Regions from separate parts of the Lactuca sativa genome. Here region 2 is linked to region 1. Evidence: chromatin contacts called from public Hi-C data. All regions are on one chromosome and are shown on one strand. Each heading gives the region's core, a stretch centred on a gene start, on an enhancer-like site or on the middle of the called end of the contact. The rest is flanking DNA. Distances are from core to core; before and after follow the strand shown.

The links. Hi-C and Micro-C count contacts between places; a contact is called where the count stands out from the background.
Region 2: a Hi-C map of bud shows a contact between it and region 1, with 10 times the contacts expected there. The contact joins the promoter of LOC111885712 here to the promoter of LOC111885716 in region 1. A contact is called at or near these places in 4 of 4 Hi-C or Micro-C datasets (bud, leaf and seed).

Annotation. Positions count from the first base shown.
Region 1 is chr3:144,464,758-144,470,617 of Lsat_Salinas_v11, reverse strand. It overlaps LOC111885716, which reads left to right and starts at 2,834. Exons shown (of 5, transcript XM_023881960.3): 1 at 2,834-3,064; 2 at 3,449-4,101; 3 at 4,186-4,465; 4 at 4,545-4,626; 5 at 4,734-5,085. The coding sequence starts at 3,510. The coding sequence ends at 4,928.
Region 2 is chr3:144,629,527-144,635,386 of Lsat_Salinas_v11, reverse strand. LOC111885712 (zeaxanthin epoxidase, chloroplastic) reads right to left here and starts at 2,137. Exons shown (of 16, transcript XM_023881956.3): 1 at 1,473-2,137; 2 at 1,135-1,297; 3 at 963-1,037; 4 at 718-818; 5 at 526-641; 6 at 1-172. The coding sequence starts at 1,975.

The DNA of each region.
Region 1 (5,860 bases), core at 1,585-4,084:
TATAAAGAGTTAGGATCATATATAACCATTAATTATTGTGTGAATGTATGGCTAATTCTTGACCAATAATTTAATAGGGGTAATTTTGTAATTTAATTAATTAAATTAGATATTATATATTATAAATCCCCTATAATTTTGGTAACTCAGTAATGGTTCTCTATAATTATGATCTCTATAAACAAACTTGCCGGCAATATCTTCATGTCACTTCTCCTCAATCTATGCAGTGTCTATTGATCAATAGATGTTTCTAGCTCTTCTATCTTATTTTGCTCTAGGGTTCTAGAGAGGTGCCCCAATATTCACATATAAATTTTCTTAAATTACACTTTGATGGTGGAAAAAAATGTTGGAATAGCAAGACACATAAAAACTATCATAGAGTGCTGCCGCGTTCTTTCTTCCGGTAAATATTTATGTTTAATAGTAATAATTGTTCATATTTGTTATTTAATTTGTGTTTAATACCTTTTTGTCGGTAATTGGTTCTAGATTACTTGCTTCATAAATCAATTGATTCTTGGCGTTTATGTTTATTGGTTTTTTGGTTTTCACGATTAACATATTCTTGTCTGTTTTTTATAATTAATTTTTTTGTTTATTGTTTTTTTAACATTCAATGAAGAATGAGACATGCTTCCTAAATCTCTATTTAAGAAAAGATACGTGATCGTATATAGACAAAATTCACTAACACCATTTGAGACCTATTTTTATTTCATTTTAGTTTTAAATTAAATTCACAATTTGAGGAGTACAAGTAAATTCAATTTGAGGAGTACTGGTCCAATGAAAATCATAGCTTTTTTGTTTTCTCTCTTATTTTATATTTTCGAATTATGTTTAGAGCTTATTGAATTACTAATTCAACAACCGTTAATCATCTTTTTGTGTAACAGCCATTATTATCATCTCGTCAAGCAACATTCCAACACTACTAACTACAAACCCATACGGAGCAGAAAAAAATAAAGAGAACGAAAGGGTAAAAACATCTTCAAATGAATAAATTCTTCAAGAATCGTATTCTTCAAGTATTCTTCAAGAACAATTGACTTATTCAAGAATTCTTCAATTGTAAAAAAAATATGGTGTTACATACATGCAAATCGATTGTATATATAAATGAGATATTTGATGTGACAATCATTTTCGAAGAAATAAACGTTTATATGATTCAAATAAAAATATTAAAATGAGATATTTTGATTTACCTGTTATTCTTAAAGAATATGAATATAACTAATCAATAAAGTTCACAGAGAAATCAGTAAAATGAACCAAATGAACGAAGAAAAATCAACAAATAAACCAACATAACGAAGGTAACGGTTATTCCCAAAGAATATAAACTAATGGATGATGTTAATTCATTTAATTATGTTCAAGGATGAGTATATTCTTAAAGAATGCAGATTCTTCAAGAATATATTAAACTATATTCACATATTTTTAAAGAATTCTACGCTATTTTTTTTCAAAGATATATATTTTTAAAGAATGCAAGAAAACTAACAAACTTTTTAAGAAAAATTCAACATGGTTGATGTTTATTAAATGTCATACGTTATTAATTTAAAATGAAAAAAAATATTTTATTTTTTTGAATTTTAATTTTAAATTATATCCCTTAAAATTCTTACTTTCCATAACTTGTGATTAACCGAATAGTCTAATTTACCCTTTTCGATTTTTTTAAAAATGAAAACAATTAATTTTTTTTCAATTAATTACCATCATGTCATCATCATCTTAACCACTCATTGTTTTGATCTAATAAATAAAAATTGGTTATACAATCATACAATATTTGCAATTCACATTTGATCCTAACCCTATATATATATATATATATATATATATATATATATATATATATATATATATATATATATATATATATATATATATATATATATATATATAACTTAGGCGTTACTCGACCGATTAGATTAATCCTTGCATACACAATAAGTGAAGCAGTAGAACTCGATGAAATTTTAACACTTCGAAAAAGTTATATCTCAATAAAAACTATTTAAGGTATGATTAGTCTTTTATTAATCATAATAACCTATTTTGTTATGATATTAGTGGTATTTATGAACTTTTATATGATATTAGTCATATTTAATTTTTTTAAATACAACAAATTAGCAATTAATGGTCCCCGATTAATTTCTTGATTAATCTCCTTCTAACCGATTAATCCCTTAAAAAAATAAAGTGAATTTTTTGTTATAATGTTGTGCATTCACGTCCAACGTATAAATGTACAATGTATTTTTTAGTCACCGACCGTTTTACATTCCAGCATCTATGATTGATTTTCTTGATTTCTTGATTAGTTACGGTTATGTGTTGAAGTTTTATCTATAATTACAATGGATAATTATACATCTTTAAACAAAGGCAAATGAAATAATGTCAGGCTAATTTGATATTTATATTACTAATTAGATACGTGATATCTTTGGTCGGTGTTATAAGTTTTAAAATATAATTCTTCCATAATTTTAGATAATTTGAGAGCTTGAAATAAATTAATCTTTTGTTAAGTTTTCTTGTTGGACATCGATGATCACAAGGGTAAGAACAAAAACGTAGTTGTTTTCAAAGGTGCTCATTGTAAATCATTCGAATAGAATTATAGTTTCAGTATCTTAACGTTTTGTAAATCGGTCAACAACGAACCATAAACAATTAATTCACAATTGAAAACATGGCAGCATAATAATAATAATAATAATAATAATAATAATAATAATATATTTATTATAATAATAAGGACGTATAAACCAATGTGTTGCAAATATTAATGTATGGCAGACCCCTTCCGTACTTCAGGGGCATTGTCACATGGATCCTGTCTGCGACTCTTTCGATCTATTCCACGCCCATTTCCTTTCGGCATTTCATCGAACACTTTCCCTGCTTCTTCCTTTTTCTTCAAACCAATAATATCAGTGCCCCAAATCCGCCATTCTTCTTCTAATCCTGTCTACATCTTATCTTCTTGCACACCAACAATCAAACTAACAACAAGGACTTTTTGTTTCAGGTAATACTCTTCATCTCTATTAAAATTGTTTCAGTCTGAAGTAGGTGCAATCACAACTACCATGTTTGACTGAAGTAAAGTAAACATCTGACGATTGATGAATGATGTCCTCGTATTTTTTTTGAATGTTTCCCCCTTTTCTAGCTGTAAAAGAACGTTCTTTTTATCGTGTTTTCGTTTTCATGATATGAAATTCCACTTGGAAGTATCTGTAGCTTCACGAGCGTTACAGTGGTCCACAAAAATCGGTGACCACAGAGGCAAATACAAATATACGATACAATACCTTTCTTCCTAGTTGCTTACTGTTCTCTGTAAATGCGAGATGTACATCTAAACAATCGAGTACAATCATCTAATCCTAACTCAAGTTCAAAATTCCAGGTTTTTCCGAAGAAATTGAAGAACCCTAGTTCGTAGAAGGTAGAAAGAACCAGAGGATGCAATGCAGGTCTGCTATTCACCACAATTAGGATCTACAACGAAGAATCCATCTTCCTTCCGTCATTCCGGTGCTTACACAAGCCCAGGGACTCCAGATTACGGGGATAACAATGTCGGAAGCTTTCAAAAGGGTTGGTATTCAGAGAGAGTAGCGTTACCAAGCAACAGTAGCCGAAGACATATCAGTGCTGCAGCATTGATGCCATTCAATAGTGGAAGAACACTTCCATCGAAATGGGATGATGCTGAAAGATGGATTACAAGTCCAGTATCTGGTTTTGGCGTTTGCAAGACGACGACGACGACTACTTCTACTACTACAGCTCCACCACCTAGACGACCCAAAGCGAAAAGTGGCCCATTAGGGTTAGGTGGAACAACGACAACATCAACAACACCTGGTGGAGTTCATAATTACTTTTCAAACTATTCACCTGCTTTATTACCTGAAAATGGAAGCTCCAAGAATTTTCTCACAACAGGGGTTTTAGTCCCTGATCATGCATTACCTTTTCATCATGGAGTTGTTCAATCTCCTAACATTCCTGGATGGTCCGAATTGTTAATTGGATCTCCATATCCTGATTCCCAAGGTACAAAAACTACAATTTCGTCAATCTTTTGACTTTTTATTGAATGTTATTTGATGTTTTTAATTGAATTCTTGAAACACATAGATGAAAATGGTGTTTCGCGAGTTGTGTCACGGAGAGATATGGCGACACAAATGAGCCCTGTGAGCAGCCCGGAAACCTATACACCGCCGCCTGTGGAGGGCGTCAGCCACCATTCTTCAAGATCGGAAGTCAGAGATGTTCAGGTGGATAAAGGAGTCACTATTACAAAAAAATCAAAAAGACACAAGATGAAAGTGAAGAAGAATAATAGGGTAAAAGAGAGTAATAATGAATTATCTTTGACATGGAATACCACAGAAGGAGCAATGAAATTGTCAAAGTATCTCCCTCTCTTTCTCTCGATCTTTCTTTCTCTCTCTCACACACACACACACTAATTACAGAGTTTTTATTTTTAGGCTGCAGAAAGAGGAAGCGAGAATTACTGCGTGGGAGAATTTACAGAATGCGAAAGCGGAAGCATCGATTCGAAAACTTGAGGTGTGTGAATGAAATTTAAAATTTAAAATTTTTAATTTATTTATTTGGGTAGTATGAAAATTGAAAAGTGGGTTTTTTTCTTTTATTTTTGTTTGTTTAATAAAAAGATGAAATTGGAAAAGAAGAAGTCGGCGTCTATGGATAAGATCTTGAACAAGCATAGAGATGCACAAATGAAAGCTCAAGAAATGCGAAGTAGAATGTCGGAAAGTGTTGCTCCAAGAGATTCTTGGAAATTTAAGAGGTTTTTCAAGAATTCAATTGGGGGTTGTTTCCATTGTCATCATCATGATCATGATTGAATTCATGTTAATTTGACCTTAAAAAGTCAAAGGGTTGGGTTTCTATTGTATTTTGGTGATAGGGTTTATGGTGTTGTATAATTATGCAACAGGTTAACAAAAAGTTGATGACTTTGGAAATTCTTGAAATGATGAGATGAGGTGATAGAAAAGTGAATATAGTTTTCCTCAAGTAAAAAATTTTGTTAGATCGAAGATAAAAGGGGAAAGGGAGGGGGGTAAATATGTAAATTCCAATATGAATGAATGATTGGAGCAAGGTACATAATAGAACTTTTATTTTGTATTGTGAAGGTTGAAAATGAAAACCTAGTGACATATCTCAAGTCCATGTTCTCTCAAGAATGTCTTTTGTGATATGTTAATTTGACCTAAAAAAATTAATGACTTTTTACTATATTTTTCTATAAAAAAATGAACATTTTTTGAGCTTTCTTTTCATCTTAACAAACATGAAATCCGCCATCCAACTTGATAAAAATTGATTCCATTGTGAAAATATGGATTTATAGATTTATAGTATTTTTATGTAATATTTTTGTTTTCGGTTTGTCAAACAACAATAATATTGAATGTTTTTGTTGTTTGTTGAATATTTGTGGATGCTTTTTATTAAATTAAATAGAAAAGTAGACGATTTTGACTGGATCTAGCATATAATTGATGAACTCTTTTGTTGTTTATAATCGAACATATAATTGTTTATGATATTGAGAAACATGTTTAACATTTAATATAATAAATTAATATCTAATTAAGATGTATAACTATTTAGTACTAAATTACATAGTTTGTAATTTTATTATATTTACGTACTTGTATTTCTAATAATATTTATATTCACCTTTAGATAATAATGAAAACTTTGAGTATATATTAGAAATCGGAAAATAAAATATATTTACTCTAATAAATGAAGATTTTTTTTGTCA
Region 2 (5,860 bases), core at 888-3,387, 170 kb before region 1:
ATTGCATGGACCGAGTCTCCAAGCAGGGTGACACGACCCCTTCCCCATGTAAACTTTGGGGTACGGTCAAATATATCTCTCCTTAAAATCGCTTCTTCATCCGTCGCAAGCAACAAATCAACCACATTATCACACCAACCTCCAAAGATTTCAAGTAATCGCTCCTTTTTACCTAAAACGGTTATCAATAAAGTTGTTAATTAATCATTTCTGCGAAAGGGTTATTCTTCCGGCAACCAGCAACCCCTAAGCTGACCCACACAGAACCAAGAGGACCATGAGAGATGTAAATCTGACACACAGTGGCCCATTAGGTTGTTGACAAAGAGTCCAGTCCACATTGGAACTGAAACTCTTACACTGCGGCTGCTGAGCGTCGAACCTTTAACCGTTAATGCAAGTATCCAACTTTTGAGTTTAATACATGCGAAAAAGTTTGAATCTTGAATTAACCGATTTTATGTAATCCAAATTTATTTTGAATAGATATTATATATAACCATTTTCGGAGAAAAAAAAAATTACCATTAGGTTTATCGGAACCGCCGGCTGGTTCGTTGTGAAATGCATACCATTGCATTTTTCCACCCCCAACATCAGAAGAAACAAAGTATTGTTTGTGCCCCAAGAACACCCGATACCTAACAAAAATACACAAATTAATCAATAAATAAATAAATATGAAAACATAAAGACAATAAAAGGAGACAATTGTACCCAACGGTGTCGATATCCGGGGGAATAAAATCAGCTATCCCAGTGTAACAAGTGTAGCCCGAGTATGTCACATCCTTTGGCCCAAACAAATTCTTCCGTACCTATTTATATCAGTATCAGTATCAGTATCAGTATCAGTATCAGTATCAGTATCAGTATCAGTATCAGTATCAGTATCAGTATCAGTATCAGTATCAGTATCAGTATCAGTATCAGTAAAAAACGGGTATTTAACTATTGTGTACCTTTGACCATATTCCATCAGCACCAACTAAAAGATCACCTTCGAAACGTTCTCCACTTTCAAGTGTCACAGAAACCTGAATTAGAGCATATCACGTGAAATTACGAAAATACCCATTAACTAAATACCGAAAATAGTTAGAATTGAAAGAAAAAAAAGGTTAAAGATTCTACTTTTTCACCATCGTCCTCAAAGTCGACTACATTGCTACCATTTAATATAATTTCTTCCCCAACAGCATCTGCTAGAATCTTTTGTAATGTCATTCGACTTATAACTCTAGTAACTGGAAGACCCCTTTCTACTGCAGGAGTGAAAGTATCAAACTTGCAATACCTGATAATCGGCTTTATATATCAATTAATGCGATCGATAAGTTATCTAATTCACAAATTGTAATCAATTTTATAAACTTCAAGTTCCGAATTACAATAATTCGATCAATGAATCCAGAAATCAGTTGTAATATGATATGTAAATACGAATGAAATGAAGATCGTTAAAGGCTTACCAATTACCAGAAACGCCGTCAACTAATCCGTTAATTCGTTGACCAGTGATGCAACCAGCTTTCATAACTTCATCAGCAACACCAAAATCAATTGCTTCTAAAGCAGCTAAAGCGTTACTCTGAATCTGAATCGGACCTCGATACTGTCCTTCACCTCTAATCGCACTCAGATCTCTCTCAAAAACCACAACTTCGAACCCTTTTCTCTTTGCAGCTAACGCAAACACCAACCCGCCAATTCCACCTCCCGCCACCAATACTCTTACGTTCTTCTTCTTCTCACCACCTCGCTCCGCCGCTTGTGGTGGCGATTCTGCCAGTACAGCTTTAACGTTTGAAGAAACACCGAGTTTCTTGAACAGCGACGACGACGACGACGACCCACTTCTAAATTGGTGGTGTTTGGAGTGGATTGAGTGGAGGAATTCAATTGGGAGGTGGGTTTTTGAGTGGAGTGTTGCTGTTGGGTTGATTGAACTGCAAAATACATTGCAATTTGCCATTTTTAGCAGGTTTCAAGAAGTAATTTTTTCAGAGTTATATCTAGTTTTGGGGAAATTATGAATGGATGTGTTGAATTAAATGGGGATTGATCATGTTCGGTTGTGGTGGAGAGATAAGTGGGAGTGTGAGTCAATCCAAAAGGGAGACTTGGAACATGGAGAACCAATTATAGAGATTCTTGAAAGCCATGTGGCAATGTCTTGTTACTCCATTTCTTTTTCTATTAACAGAAATATCTTTGTGGCGGTAATATTATATTATTATTTTCTATTTTCTATGGGGTTACGTGGCATGGATTAATTACATATATACCCCTAAACTATGTCTTAGTTTTCAATATAGCACTTCACTAATGAGTTTTTATACTTTAAACCCCATAAAGTCATGGCTTACACACCTATAACCTAAACGATATTGAGTAAATTACAGAAATCGTCCTTATGGTTTGATCAAAATCGCACGTTTGGTCCCTAATTATTTTTTTGCACTCAGATCGTCCCTGTGGTTTGATTTTGTTGTGTTTTTCGTCCCTGTGGTTTGATTTTGTTGCATTTTTCGTCCATTACATACATAAAGTTAGGGATCAAACATGCAATTTTTACCAAACCATAAGGACGAAAAACGCAACAAAATCAAATCACAGGGACGATCCGAATGCAAAGAAAAAGTTAGGGATCAAACATGCAATTTTGACCAAACCACAGGGACGATTTCAATAATTTACTCTATTTAAAAATAGTTTTTTCTTTAAAGTTTTTTTATTAATTAAAATATCTATTTTAATAGATGATCCCAAGCATTTAGTATTTTCTAGTCTTTTATTTTTATTTTTTTTAGTTTTTATCGATTTTAATCCCTATATTCATAAAATATATTTTAATATCATTTAAATATATTTTCAAATTTTATTTTTGAGTACTTAATCTTTTTATGTAAATATACAAATAGTTTGAATATATCTCATAAAAAAATATATCATGAAAAAGTTAATTGTTAGAAAAATACTAAAGATAATAAAAACATCATAATATATTATTTAATAGTTTCTTATTTATTAATATGTTGATATCCACTGACTTTATGTTTTATAACTTAAAGTGTGGATTTAAAAATTGGAAAATTATATTAGGGTAATTTATATAACATGTGAGAACTATAAGACACATTAGTTAGTTTCCTAAAAAAGCTTTTTAAAATATTAACTATTAAAGGTTACTATAAATATAACATGACAAAAGTAAAATTATTTCAAATGTTAACAATTGGAAAATCCCTAAGGCTAAACGATATGAATATCATGCCACACATATGATGCTTATGTGGTAACCCATCACTCAAAGTCAACATCAAACCCCACCCGTAACTCTCCTTCATGAGTGACTTCTCTCTCATTTCTAAAATTGGTTATTCTTTATTTCTTCGTATGAGTGAACACCACGCCTCTCTCGAGTAGAGTTGATATGGTGTAATGATTGTGATGAGGTGGATTATATTATGTCGATACGATGTGAGAACCAAACCCAACAACGTAAGGGATTTGAAAGTTATATTTTAAATAGGAAAAAATTGATTTGTTTTATACTTAATTTAACTATTTAAACACTTAAATAATATTTCAAAGGCATAATGACAGAAAAAGTAACGAACGTTCAATTTTTGTTTATATTTAATCAATAATTTTTTATTCTTTATTACCCTTAAACTATTTGAAATTGTTCATATTTTCCCCTTATGACCGGTCATAAGGGTAAAATATAACATTTTCAAATAGTTTAGAAGTAAATAAAATTAAAAAAAAAAATTCAATGACTAAAGAAAATTCATTACCCTCTCACTAAAGTCCAATGATTAAATGTGAGCATACTTTTTCTTATATTACGTTTTAGTAAATTATGTATTTTTATTAAATTTTAGTAACATTTGTCGATAAAGAAACTTATAATATAAAAAAAAAAAAACAAAACCACAAAAATGTAAATAAAAAATACGAAAAACTGAAACCAAAAAACCAATGACTTTGTATTTTCTAAAATAAAAAATAAAATTTTCGATCTCGTTTTGGTTTAACAAAAAAACGAATCATTATCATCTATAGTTGTTAAGAAATTGTGTTTCATGGTTAGAAATTACGTTGCATTCTTAAAAAAAATAAATAAATTAAAAACGATGGTTTTCTAAAATAGTTATTAAATATTAATTGTTTTCTCTAAAACCTTTTAAAATTACAAATGATTTTTTTTGAGAGAATAAATAAATAAATAGCAGCATTTCACATAAATTGTTAAAAATGTAGCTGTTTTTTTCTAAAAAAAAGCATAAAATATTTGTATAAAGGTAATGGGAAATCGGGTGATTTGGGTTCAACGCTTCATGAAACATGTTAGCGATTAATCAATTCTCTATGTCTTGTTAAATAACTATAAACTCCAATAATATCTAAATTTTAATGTATCAATGTATGTATATATTCTTTTATAAACAACATATATGAATTAATGTATGTGAATTTATATATTGTATTGTTTTATAACATAAAATTTATACATAAAATATTGGTATAATTTTTATACATATAATATTGCATAATTTTATAACACAAAATTTATTCATCTAATATTTGTTTCGTTTTGGTTTTTAGTTTTTTTTTGGGGTTTGTTTTTTTTATTTCATAGATTTCTTCATCACACAAATATTGCGAAAATTTAACAAAAACGCATAATTTGCTAATACATAATACAAGAGGAAGTTTGTTCACATTTAGTCATATAACATTTTTTAGAGGAAAACGAACTTCCAATTTTGTCCACATTTAATTATTAAACTTTTTTTCATTCTTTATTTGCCTAAACTATTTGAAATTTTTTGAATTTTACCCTTATGATCGGTTACGACCGATAATAAAGGTAAAATATGAACAATTTTAAATAATTTAGGAGCTAACAAAGAATAAAAAAATTAATGACCAAATCTTAACAAAATTGAAAGTTCTTTACTCTTTCGATTCATTATCCCTATATCAAAATAGTCATAAGATTTTTATTTACATTTAGGATTTCTGCAAGGAAAATTTATTTTTTATATCATTTTTGTTTTTTTCACACCGTTATTATTGATCTCTTATTCATTATTCAAATGATAAATAAACAATAATATAATATTTGTTTATGTTTGTATATTATTACTATACCAAAGTCCCTAAATAGAATAACTATGCATATAGTTTTTTTTTTTTTTTTTTTTTTTTTTTTTTTTTTTTTTTTTTGTTACGGACGAGATAAAATAACATAAAAGAGCTAGCAATGCGTTAGAAACCATTACAATAAGATTGTTTCTAGATTTCCATAAACACCATAACACCGAGTAAGACAAGGCCATGAACAACTTGTGTTTTCTTTTGTCCTCCTTCAGAAAACTAGCCACCGAGATCAAGGAGGAGAAGCACTTCGGGGCAGCGCTGATAAGACCAAACAAGGAACAAAACCACTTCCAAACCATAACAATGAACTCACACTTAAAGAACACATGCACAACTTCTTCAACCTCCATGGAGCAATTCAGACATAAAAATGAACCCATGTTTACCCCTATGAGAGAGATTAATCGCCAAAGGAATCCTATTTTGCAAAAGCCTCCATACAAAACAATTTACTTTTAGCGAGACCCAGCTAATTCAATCAAAAGTACCCGAAAACGCACCTAGAATCAGCCTCAATCATTCGCATCCTCAAAGAAGAAGTTGGGAAGTCTCCAGAAGTAGTGCACAACCATCACCAAGAGTGAGAAATAGGGAATAAAGAAATATTTCCAAATTTACCCTTCAACTCATTTAACGAATCCAACTCTTTCCCTTCTAGGTGCCAATTCCAGCCCCAAGTCATCTCTAT